Linked DNA regions of Sus scrofa: all the other regions are linked to region 2. A link is a contact called in public HiChIP or PLAC-seq data. All regions are on one chromosome and are shown on one strand. The core of a region is the stretch at or near the end of the contact, and the rest is flanking DNA. Distances in the headings are between cores, read along the strand shown. Region 1 overlaps CUBN (cubilin). Region 2 overlaps CUBN (cubilin). Region 3 overlaps CUBN (cubilin). Region 4 overlaps CUBN (cubilin).

Region 1 (3,136 bases), core at 116-2,615, 140 kb after region 2:
CTAGGAAGTCATCCAATGACTAGACGCCTGTAGTCGACAGCTGATTACAATCGGTTCTCAAAGGCCAATGGAATTATCTGAGATAAACCATTCACAGCCGTGTTGGAAAAGTCACAGGCATGTGAAAGGAAACTCAACAGCACTAATTATTGGAAAAAATGTGAACCCACTGTTGTGTTCTGTCTTACAGCTATCATGTAATTCAAACCTACTTCGACGTATCACGTCATACGTCTTGGAATGGCCAACATCAAGGGTCTACAAATAATAAATGCCAGAGAGGGTGTGGAGAAAAGGGAACCCTCCCATCCCGCTGGTGGGAATGTATATTGGTGCAACCATATGGAGGACAGTATGGAGGTTTCTTAAGAAACTAAAAACAGGAGTTTCTGCTGTGGTTCAGCAGTTAATGAACCCAACTACATCCACGAGGATGCAGATTCAATCTCTGGCCTTGTTCAGTGGGTTAAGGATCCGGCGTTGCTGGGAGCTGTGGTGTAGTTTGCAGACACGGCTCAGATCCCAAGTTGCTGTGGCTGTGGTGTAGGCTGGCGGCCACAGCTCCGATTTGACCCCTAGCCTGGGAACCTCTGTATGCTGCAGGTGCAGTCCTAAAAAGACAAAAGACCAAAACAAAAACAAGCAAACAAACAAAAAACCCAGCTAAAAATACAACTACCATGTGACCTAGCAATCCTACTCCTGGGCATATATCCCAAGGAACCATAGTTTGAAAACATACATGCACCTCAATGTTCATTTAGCACTATTTACAATAGCCAAGACATGGAAATAACCCATGTGCCCATCAAAAGATGACTGGTTTAAGAAGATGTGGTGTACATTCATACAATGGAATATCAGCCATAAAAAAAGAATGAAATAACGCTGTTTGTAGAAAACGAATGGACCTAGAAATTATCTAAGTGAAGTAAGTCAGAGAAAGATAAATACATGAGATCACTAATATGCAGAATCTAATAAAAAATGATTCAAAAGAACTTTAAAAAAGAAAGAAAAAAAAAAAGTCATGGGGGATTCCTCTGCCCACTGCCAGGTCCTGCCCCAAGCTCTGCCTCCTCTCTGAACTCTGCCACCACTGCCCTTCCTAAGGAAGCCTTCTCAGACTGGAAGTGTGGGGCACTGACAATCCCAGGTGCCACCTCCATCAATGGGAATGGATTTGGGGGACTTTTCTTAGAGGGATGATTCTGATGAGCAGACCTCAGAGGCCTGGCAGGATTAAGCCCAAGGAGTCCACAGGGACCCCTTTCACTGGCTCCTCCTCCTCACCCTCCCTCCCCTGTGCCCTCACTTCTACTTCCTGGTACCACTGCCTCCTTCAACTCCCTGCCACCACGCCCTGCAGGCACTGCCTTTAGGGAAACCCAAGCTATGATATTAACCCCATTTGTCTGCATGCATCATATACGGAGGGTGGAGCCTCATCACCACGTACCGGAGTAGAACACCACTGGCCATGGGCAAGAATGTGGGGAATCTGGCGAGTGATGTCCACTTCCCTTCCCCAAGCTGAAACGCACAGAAAACAATCTCAAATCCTACCTCCAGGACGTCGAAGTTGCAAGTTGCGTGATATTCCACATCGAAGTCGTGGATGGTGAGCTGAATGCTACTCCCGGGGGAGGAGTGAATGTACCAGATACACTCCTTGTTGGCGGGGTACCCCACAGGGTAGCCAGGACTACTGAAGGTGCCAGTATCGCCAGACAGCTCTCCACCACAACCTGTTAGAACAGCAGGGCTCGGTCAGGTCAAAGAGGGCATCAGGCACTGGGAAAAACTCAAAAATCCAACCATGCAAGAAAAAAACAGAAAATGCATCATGTCTAATTTAGGCAAAAAATTATAAAGCCATAATAAAGTTTTAATTAAGTAGTATTAAAACAATGAAAAAAATCATGGTTATAGCTTATTACATTTATTCTTTTTCTTAAAAAATACTCTGATTATAAACTGTGGTGCAAAAATTCTCAGTCCTTATTCTCTCCACATCAAACTTTTGGTAGTATCTTCAAAATGTCATTCTAATTTTTTTTCCCCCACTGTACAGCATGGGGACCAAGTTACACATCATTCTAATTTTTAGATTTTCTTCATTATATTTAGGTAAGACTTTCCTAGTAGGAGGTACAATGCTCTCTGTGAGTGGTCTACAGCAGGTCCCCTGGTCTTCAGTTTCCTTGTATATAATATGTCATCTCTAAGTCCTTTCAGACCTAAGATGTGGAATTCTGAGTGCTTAAAATCCTCACTTGTGTATGAGAGACAGTAGGCAATAAAAAAGTATATGTGGAACCCCAAAACCTTCACACAGGTGTTTAAAGCAGCTTTATTCATAACTGCTAGAACTTGGAAGCAACCAAGATATCCTTCCGTAGCTGAATTAGATGAATAAATTGTCGTGCATACAGACACTGGGGTATTTTTTTTTTTTTTATGGCCACACTTGCGACATATGGAAGTTCCTGGACTAGGGGTAGACTGGGAACTGCAGCTGCAGGCCTACGCCACAGCCATAGCAACACTGGATTTGAGCCACATCTGTGACTAACACCGTACATAGCTTGTGGCAATGCTGGATCCTTAACCCACTGAGTGAGGCCAGGGATAGAACCCACTTCCTCATAGAGACTATATCCAGTTCTTAACCTGCTGAGCCAAAAGGGGAACTCCAATACTGGGTATTACTCAACACTAACAACAAATGGCCTATCAAGCCACAAAAACACATGGAGGAAACGCACAGGCATACTAATCAGTGAGAGAAACCAGTCTGAAAAGGCTACACGCTGTCCTGTCCTAGCTGCATGACATTCTGAAAAAGGTAAAACTGGAGATAGTATAATGATCTGTGGTTGCCAGGGGCTCAAGGGTGAATTGGTAGATTGCCGAAGACCTGTAGGGTGAAACTACTCTTTACGATACCATCATGGTGGCCATACATCATCATAAATCTGTCAAAACCTATAGAAGGTACGACATCAGGGGTGAGCCCTAATGGAAACTATGGACTTTGGGTGATAACGACGTGTCACTGTAGGTTTATCAGCTGTCACAAATGTCTCCTCTAGTGGGGATGGTGCTAGTGGGAGATCTGTGCAAGGGTGGAGAC
Region 2 (3,151 bases), core at 231-2,730:
GACACCCTGGCTTCTGGGAATTCCGGATCAAGAACCTGCAGATGCTGGTGGGCACTGGCATAGACTGAGTGGTGCCTGCATGATTCCTAACCCTGCAGTCTCTCTCAGCAGTGCCGGAGCATGGACTGAGTGCATTCTTCCATTCACTTGATGTTAGGTTCCACCCTACGACTCGCTCTACGCAATGGAATGGCTGTGGTCATGAGGTGGGAAGAGGCCTTAAATGTGCTTGTGTTTTGGGCTTGGACTTTCATGCTCCCTCGATCCACCAAGAGCTCACGCCCTGGGTACCTGCGTGGAGAGCTGACCTGACCGCAGTCTGTACGGTGGAGCCAGGCACAGTCAGCCTGCCTCCTGGAACAGGCAGGCAAACCAGCCTGCTGACCCGTAAGTGATAAAATAATGCTTCAGTGGTATGAGCCACTGAATTTTGGATGGTTCGTTATGCAGCATCAGTGTGGCAATAGCGGACAAGTACAAAAATAGCTACTCTGAGTTATCAAACTGTAATAGAGCACATTGCTTAATTCATAAAATCTACACACAGAATAAAGAAAATGGAGAACTAAACTTATCATCAGATAATCCTGGCCAAAATAGTCAAGTAATTGAAGTAAATACAATATTATATGAGGGAATTATACAATTCATATTCTTTATGAATAATATTATGTGAGTAAATATAATATTATATGAATAAACAGTGAAGTAATTGAAGTAAATATAACATTGAGTGAATCATACAATTCATATTTTATATGAATATTATATGAGTAAATATAATATTGTATGAATAAATATCAAGTAATTGAAATAAATGTGGCATTGTGGAGTAAATTGTACAATTAATATTCTGTGAATATTTTATGAGTAAATATAGCATTGTATGAAGAAATAGGCAAGTACTGAAGTAATAGAACATTACGGCGGGAATTAGACAATTCATGTTCTATGTCAGTATCATATGAGTAAATACAATGTTGTGTGAATAAATAGTCAAGTAACTGAAGCAAATATAACATTATGAGTGGATAATACAATTCACATTCTATATGGATATTATATGATAAACATCTTTCGGTGTCTGTGTGGCACGGAAAATGGTTATAATTGCTCTGATTCACCCACTTGGAAATGGAAACATGGCACAACTGCTCTGTGCTCCTGCTCCTCCCACAGCGTGTGTCTTTGGGGGAATATAAAGATGAATATTCATCAAAGAAGAGTTCTTTGCCAACAAATGCTCTTGCCACATCACAATTTCTATATTTCAACAATGGCAGGATATACGGGAAGAACAAGGGAGGACTCAGACGATGAAATGGTTTCCTATACTTGTTTACTATATGGTATTTTAAAATTCCTGTTTTTGAGCGAGTGTATGACCTTAGCATTGACGTGTTCTTTAGCACCACCAGTCTATCATCTTCCTCGTTATCCCACATTGTTCTACCATCCAGTGAACTCCCATCCATCAGCCGGCTGTGTCAGAAGCGCTCCGTATCCACCAGCCTGCTGTGTCAGAAGCGCTCTGTGCAACACTCCCCGTGCCAGACAGAGAGCAAATATCACTCTAACCCTCACACCGAATCAGAAACACTTCCTACGAAAGAGGGATGGCTTTAGAGAAAGCAAATGGTTGGTGAAAGACATATTGGAAATATATACCCGTAGCATATATTTGGGTCCAGATCGACCTAATTAAAAATCAGTAATTGAATCCTAAAGGATTTCTCTCCAATGATTAACCTTCCAAGTGAAGTTCAAGCTGGAATGAATCTGACCATAAGAATTAGCTGTATTATCTAAGAGAAAACATCTTGAAGGCTTCAGTGCAGTCAGATACATTTCCAAATAATTATCTTGGGAACTGACATTTCCGCTGCTGACATTACAGGGGGCTGACATTTTATGCAGGTCTTCTGGATAGGATCTCTAACCATCTCTGGACAACCACTACTTGGACAGATGGTGGGTGGCTAGCTGTACTTTCAGATAAGGATCCGCCTGACTTCAAGCATTTTCCTGTTCTCCAGGGAACCCATTAAGGCTTCAGGCTGTAGTTGAAGGAAGCTCGATGAAGCACAGGAAACAGAACACACACGCATTGAAAGCTGGTGCCTTAGGGACACGGAAGCTCCATAAGGCTTTAGTTGCCTGCATCTTGCTGTAAAGTTCAAAGCTGCAGTTTGCAACTGCCCTAAAGAAGTGAATTCCTTTAAAAAGTTCAACTAAATTTCACATGAACATATTCTTTTTTTTTGCTAAAAAAGTAAATTGCCTTTATTATTCTACAAAAACTTAAACATTCACCACTTTTAAAGTATTTATGTTGCGCAAGAGAAAAGAAACTTAATGGCGCTTGTAATCTGAGTGATGTTTTGTTTGTTTTTAATAATTTCACTCAATGTGACTCATTTTGGATATCCTAATTTGAGACTCAGCTTAATTTAACTCAGAATATGTAGTTATTCTGGTCATATTTGGGAAGCATAAAACTAAAATACTAAACGAAAGGTAATTTACTGAAAGAAAAGTAGTATCAGCAGCTAATCAGTAGTGACAGTCACAAATTAAAGAGCAATGTGACATATAAACAACTTAGGATAAAGAGAATTCTCAGTAACTTTTAATTTATTTTGCATTATTTTGGTATTACTGAAAGCACTTTATGTATGCATCAGTAGTCCCAGGGCATTTCATGAAAATGGGCTGCAATGGGGCATATGGAGGTTCCCAGGCTAGGGGTCCCATTGGAGCTGAAGCCCCGGCCAACACTATAGCCACAGCAATGCCAGATCTGAGCTGAGTCTGTGACCTACACCACAGCTCACAGCAATGCCAGATCCTTAACCCACTGATCAAGGCCAGGGATCGAACCCACTTCCTCATGGATGCTAGTCGTGTTCCTTAACCACTGAGCCATGTTAGGAAGTCCTTGAAATTTTACAAAGGACTTGTTAGGTAGGATAGGATAGGGCCTTGGACCCAAGTGATTCAGAACAGGCCATTTATCATTACCAAAAGCAGGAGGCTTGTGATCAAGCAGTGAGGACACATGCAGGTACCAGAGACAGGCTCTTCGGAGCACTTTCCTATACCAATGACACATGCTCGTCAGAGCACTGCCCTATGACCTATTCCCCATGCA
Region 3 (2,987 bases), core at 2-2,501, 190 kb after region 2:
CTTTAATATAGTCCGCTATCACGACCTGGTTAACAATAAACCCATTTAATTTCCGCCGATGATACTAGAAAGTAGGAACCAGATAATACGGGCCTGGTCAGCTCGGTTGGTATGTTGACTCCTATCCTGGACCCATTTGAAGAGACACCGACCTACAAGAGACCAGGAAGAGAAGGGTGTCTTTCTGGACCCCTTCAGAGCATCTCTTCTTGTCCTTCACTGTCACCCTGTCTACCCTCTGCTTCCATGAAACAATAACCTGATAGTTTTCTTTTTTCCTCTTCTCACCACCCACATGCTGACCTAACACATGCTCTGGACTCTACTAGAGTCTCCGTGCTGACTTCTCCCAAATCCATTCCTTCTGTGTGTATGTTCAATCACCTATTAGAAATCTCTTCTTCACCTAGAGACTCAGGCTCAAAATACAAATGAAGGGAGTTCCCATTGTGGCGCAGCAGAAACGAATCCAACTAGGAACCATGAGGTTGTGAGTTCGATCCCTGGCCTTGTTCAGGGCGTTAAGGATCCGGCGTTGCTGTGGCTGTGGCGCAGGCTGGCGGCCACAGCTCTGATTAGACGCCTAGCCTGGGACCCTCCATATGCCGTGGGTGTGGGCCTAAAAAGACAAAAAGACAAAGTCAATCAATAAATAAAATAAAAATAAATACAAATGAACAAGTGAAAATCGAGTTGTCAAATACTAAAGAATCCTTACGGGGGACTTCCCAAAACTGCGTGGGCAACACAGCCTTCTTCCTTTAGGCAAATGACCCTTCCTCCCACGGAGCATGTTGTTTCCAAAGCTGAATCATTTCGTTTGGCCCAGGTGACAAAATAAGAAAGGGCAGATTTGCTTGCCAGTGGGATCTTTACCAACCCACACCTCTCAGCGAAGCTGGACACCATGTCCGAGCAGCACCATGTCCTTTTATAGTTTCAGTTCTGTTAATTGCAAATTCTGGCTCTGCACTAACAGCCACTCCACTGGGACTTGGCTAAGTTACTCGAGAAAACCCTTTAACTAGAAGTGATTAAAATCATGGAAACTAGAGCCTGTGTTTGTGGCTTTTCTCTCCTTAAGTGGTTATTTGTGCTTTTAGACTTTCCATCATAAACCAGCCATTGTAGCGACTGTTCTGGTCTTGCCCCTTGGCTCACAGAAATGGAAAAAACCCCTCCCTCTGGCAGGAGTGTCATTCTTTGGAAGGCTTTGCTGAACTTCTGGTTCTTATTCTGTATCTTTGCTGCTTTCACCATCAATATTGCACAAGAATCAAGGCATGTGGGTAACATCAGCCTCTGATGAGCAGCTCTATGGTTGTTGGAATAAGTATTTTTCATTTGACAGTTTTTAAACACCTCCAAAAATGATCTGATGGGCCTTTGTGTTACCTTTCCATCCTCAAGGAAATCCAAAGAGGTTGAGTCTGGTCCCTAGAAAGGCTTCATCACCTTTCCTCCTCATCCTTTCTGCCAAAGCCTCCTTTCCAGTCTAGTGCAAAAGCTGCCCCCTCTCCTGGCTTTCTCCATTGTGCTTTATCAAATAAGGCGCCCAGTTCACTGTCAAACTTGTAACCCTCTACAGGCCCTTGAATTCTATTCTGCTTTGTGTTCAAGGGGTTAGAAATGCATAGAGATGTATAGAGATGACACAAAAAGGCCTCTCTGGAAATCTGTTCTTTCTCATTAATGAAGAGCTATTCTTAAGCCGATGCTAAAAGATGGCTGTGATATTCCATTTAACCTGAACTTGCTGAACTCCTAGACACCCTCAGGTCTGTAATCAGTTACTAGGTGGAGACAGTTCACACCTTCAAAAAGCGGGGCATGTGGACACAATCACAATGATAAAAATATGATACGATAAATGCTATGTTTGTGGCATGAACAAGTGGCTTTGAAAGCAACGTTTCAATTTATTTCTAAAGAATGAACAATGCCTCTCCATGTGAAAAGAAGAAAAAGGGGGTTATTCCGAGTAAATGGAATGAGGCAAGCACGCCATTGTTAAGCCTGTAAAGACCACTTGAATGCCAGATGAGGGAAGGCGGACTTCAAAACCATTGTCAAGTTCATACTTGTTTTATGTTGGGTATTTTCTTTGAATGCTAGTAAATATAACTTTCTAAAGGGTAAATACTATGGTTACTCTTTCTATAATATTGAAATTTTCTAAATATAAAGCAAGATTTTTTTTTAACCCCAAATAGTATCCCTTAAAACAAGGGCATCTGTACATTCAAGATCTTCCAAAGTCTCTCAAAGTAGAAGAAGCTTTCTCTTCCTTGTTATGAAAAATAAAAGTGCCCACTTGGAAAAAAAGGTTAACCTTAAACAACCTTGATTAATACTAGTTTTTTTAGTTGATAAGAAAGAGAGTTAAAACAATTTTCAAAGGAAGAAAAATTTTTTTTCAGGGACTATGTTCTCAAAGTTAGACATGCTGGATTTGGGAAGTCTTGGCAAGCAAAGCTTCTAAAAATTGCTGATCATTTTAAAAAGAAAGACACTAAGTAATGGTGTTGTGAGTAGGTGGGATTTGGGGGAATGTCTTAACGTTAGCAGAATGGGTTGTCACTTCAGAAAAGTCTTCTATGTGAAAACATCAAATATGGACTCATAGTCTTTTTTTTTTTTTTGTCTTTTTGCCTTTTCTAGGGCCACTCCCACAGCATATGGAGGTTCCCAGGCTGGGGGTCCAATCGGAGCTGAAGCCACTGGCCTACACCAGAGCCACAGCAACACAGGATCTGAACCACATCTGTGACCTACACCACAGCCCAAGGCAACGCCGGATCCTTAACCCACTGAGCAAGGCCAGGGATCGAACCCTCAACCTCATGGTTCCTAGTCGGATTTGTTAACCACTGCACCACAATGAGAACTCCCGGATTCAGAAGTCTTATATAATAACAGTGTAGATGAATATAAAGCTAATGTGTAAGATGGCTTAAAAAGTGATTTTATTAATGATGAAAACTAGA
Region 4 (2,868 bases), core at 20-2,519, 220 kb after region 2:
TGATGGCAGTGGGACCCTATTGCAATTTGTAGCTGGAGACCAAAGATACCTGGAAATATAAGACACAGTCACACACAGCAAGGATTAGCCTAGGACCTGTGTCACATTCATTGCAGTGAAAGATGTATGTGTAAAATCTAGCTGTATTTTTTATTTTTGTCTTTTTAGGTCTGAATCCATGGCACATGGAAGTTTCTAAGCTAGGGGTCGAATTGGAGCTATAGCTCTATTTTACGTACTAAATGCGAAATATTTTTGCCCAATTGTAATACACAGTGAATTTTCCAGGATTACAAGTAGAGTGTAAATCAAAAGAAGTTCTTTTTTTTTTTTTTTTTTTCCTCCTCCTGGAAATCTGCCAAGAGTTGGTCACCATTTCAGGAAATTCATCACCAATCTACAGAGCCATGTCAGAGCCATGGCCTGCATTTTTACTGCAGGATTCAAACAGTACAGGGAGCAAACGATTTATGACTAGTGCAGCTTGCCTAGGCTTTTAACATACTGACATTTTTTTTTTTTTTTACTTTGCTCTACTTCTCCTAAATCTTACACGTACAACTTTATTTTTACTTATGTAAAGTACATGCATAATGTGAGCTTATATCCTCTATACATTTCATTTCAGAATAAAGTTGATACAAGAAGGTCTTATAGTGGAGAGAACCACTGATTTAACCAAAAAGTTGGAACTCCTACAGAATATTTCTCAGCAGAAATCATTTTTAAGCTGAAACTTGAAAGAGTATCCAGATCTAATGAACAGGCAGTAAAGGGAGCGGCTTAAAAGTCTGATTCTCAAAGTTGGTAACACAGTAACACGTTACTCTGATCCATAACTGGTATAAATTTCTGGAAAATAATTGGACAATATGGATCAGGAATCTTGGAAATGTTCATAGTTTTGCAATGTTAGCAACTTCCCTGCTAACATTCTATCCTGAGGAAACCGTTCGAAATACAAGCAAAGACACACAAAGATCTACAGCAAAGTACGTTCTTTTTTTATTTGTTTTTTTGGCAGTGATGCCGGCATGCAAACATTTCCGGGCCAGGGATCAAACCCATGCCATAGCAGTGACAGTGCTAGATCCTCAACCTGCTGAGCCACCAGGCAACTCCAAAATACAATGTATAATAACAAGAACTGAAATCTTCCACATGTCTAAGAATAGGAGGGTGATTAAATAAATCATGATACCGCCATATGGTAGAGTCTTACACAGACACTGGAAATCACATGCCTCTCCACTGATTCATCTCGAACCAGTTCCTTTCTAGGAGTTACCGTGCAAATTTCACATCCTGCCATAAAGTTATGCTAACCAGCTCTCTAACCAAACAGCAAATCTCTGAGAAAAGAGGAAATTTCTGTATCACCTTCAGGAGCGGACACAGAACTATGCAAAGAGCTGTGTGACAGAGGCTTGCTGATTCATTAATTTTAAGGTGCAGTGTGATGGCTCAATTTGTGTCCGCGCCGCAGACATACAGCAGTGCTTGGAAACCAGAAAGCATGAAACACAGAGTAAGCTATCTTCCTGCTCTCGAATCCTCCAGGGTGCCATTCACTCTGCTAAGACTGTAGTATCTCTTTTCTAGTTTGCCCATTAGAAGATGACAAGAAGGAAGAAAAACAGCCAAAGAGCTGCAGAGCAAGCTAAAGTGAGCTGCTCCCCTGGGCCTCCCTAATGAAATTCAAGGACCTGAGCAAGGAGAAAGGCAGCTGCAGTGCAAATGTTTTAAGAACTTAAAGGGCTCAAGGGCCTTAACCCTAGAAGGTACAATGGATTTTGGCTCTGTTTCTCTCTCTCTCTGTGGAAATGAAACCTTATTAATTCTGAAAGCCTGTATTCTCCCTGGACCCCAGATAAGGCAAGACTGTAACCACAACCTCCAAACACTCTAAAGTGACCCCCAAGACTCCTGCAGCATATCGTGCATTCAATATCACAGGCCTGGTGAGGCTGCCTCCTCCCCCACAATAACAGACCCCTCTCTTTCCTTTGTGCCTGGGCACTGGGATAGACTGGGCTGTTTTTCCTAATTATTTACATCCCTCCTGAAAGAGGGCTGAACATCGGCTCTCATCGTCTTGTGACCCGTGATGCTACCACATGGAGAATTAATATTTATCCCTCCCACTGACTCTGGGCTTGGCCATCAGGCTTGCTTTACCCAAAAGAAGGTGGGCAGAAGTGATGAACTGGCTTCTAAGAAGAAGCTTTGGGAGTCACTGCATGATGACCAAGGGCTCTCACAAGACCAAGGGCTGGGGTCCCAGGGCAGCTGGGACAGGGACCAGATCAGCAGAGCTGCTCAGTGATCCCAAGCCAGCATGTTAACAGAGTGAATAAATACACCTTGTTGTAAGCCTCAGAAATGTTTTGTTATTGCTTTGGATTTGCTTTACTGTTACTGGCTGTTTGTTATTGCAATGTAACCTAGAGAAAGATGACTTGTATTTGAGGCTTGGTGGTACTAACATATTGTTTTTTCTTAAGAAGTCAGGTGAAGCCAGGCTGTGGCCACTGGTAGAGGCATCTTCATGCCAGATACACAAGATTCACTCCTTTTTTTTTTTTTTTTTTTTTTTTTTTTTTTTTTTTTTTTTATGGCTGTACCTGCAGCACATAGAAGTTCCTAGGCTTGGAACTGAATTGCAGCTGAAGGCCTACACCACAGCCACAGCAACACCAGATCTGAGCTGCATCTTCGACCTACACCACAACTTGCAGCAATACTGGATCCTTAACCCACTGAGCAAGGAAGGGGATCAAACCTGTATCCTCAGGACACTATGTTGAGTTCTTAACCCACTGAGCCACAACTGGCACTCCCAGATCCATTCTTCACTGTGGGTCACAT

What was found. HiChIP or PLAC-seq counts read pairs in DNA pulled down with a chosen protein or histone mark.
Region 1: an H3K27ac HiChIP or PLAC-seq map of alveolar macrophages shows a contact between it and region 2. The contact joins two enhancer-like sites. A contact is called at or near these places in 3 of 47 Hi-C or Micro-C datasets (adipose tissue, embryonic fibroblasts and mesenteric adipose tissue) and 1 of 2 datasets of contacts at active chromatin or transcription factors (alveolar macrophages).
Region 3: a contact with region 2 is called in an H3K27ac HiChIP or PLAC-seq map of alveolar macrophages. The contact joins two enhancer-like sites. A contact is called at or near these places in 2 of 47 Hi-C or Micro-C datasets (epiblast stem cells and skeletal muscle) and 2 of 2 datasets of contacts at active chromatin or transcription factors (alveolar macrophages and skeletal muscle).
Region 4: an H3K27ac HiChIP or PLAC-seq map of alveolar macrophages shows a contact between it and region 2. The contact joins two enhancer-like sites. A contact is called at or near these places in 6 of 47 Hi-C or Micro-C datasets (embryonic fibroblasts, fetal skeletal muscle, fibroblasts and 2 more) and 2 of 2 datasets of contacts at active chromatin or transcription factors (alveolar macrophages and skeletal muscle).

Annotation. Positions count from the first base shown.
Region 1 is chr10:43,275,221-43,278,356 of Sscrofa11.1, forward strand. It overlaps CUBN (cubilin), which reads right to left. Exons shown (of 68, transcript XM_021064811.1): 30 at 1,567-1,748. Among named protein-coding and RNA genes, the nearest start is that of CUBN, 140 kb to the right of the region's middle. Within about 2 kb of position 1,366, at least 1 of the 83 cell types and tissues checked has an H3K27ac peak or open chromatin away from gene starts, as enhancers often do. A contact at or near this core is called in alveolar macrophages, where this site is marked.
Region 2 is chr10:43,134,086-43,137,236 of Sscrofa11.1, forward strand. The region is part of intron 60 of CUBN (cubilin); the gene reads right to left. Among named protein-coding and RNA genes, the nearest start is that of EPC1, 190 kb to the left of the region's middle. Within about 2 kb of position 1,481, at least 7 of the 83 cell types and tissues checked have an H3K27ac peak or open chromatin away from gene starts, as enhancers often do. A contact at or near this core is called in alveolar macrophages, where this site is marked.
Region 3 is chr10:43,319,635-43,322,621 of Sscrofa11.1, forward strand. The region is part of intron 28 of CUBN (cubilin); the gene reads right to left. Among named protein-coding and RNA genes, the nearest start is that of CUBN, 94 kb to the right of the region's middle. Within about 2 kb of position 1,252, at least 19 of the 83 cell types and tissues checked have an H3K27ac peak or open chromatin away from gene starts, as enhancers often do. A contact at or near this core is called in alveolar macrophages, where this site is marked.
Region 4 is chr10:43,356,617-43,359,484 of Sscrofa11.1, forward strand. All of the region lies in intron 17 of CUBN (cubilin), which reads right to left. Among named protein-coding and RNA genes, the nearest start is that of CUBN, 57 kb to the right of the region's middle. Within about 2 kb of position 1,270, at least 26 of the 83 cell types and tissues checked have an H3K27ac peak or open chromatin away from gene starts, as enhancers often do. A contact at or near this core is called in alveolar macrophages, where this site is marked.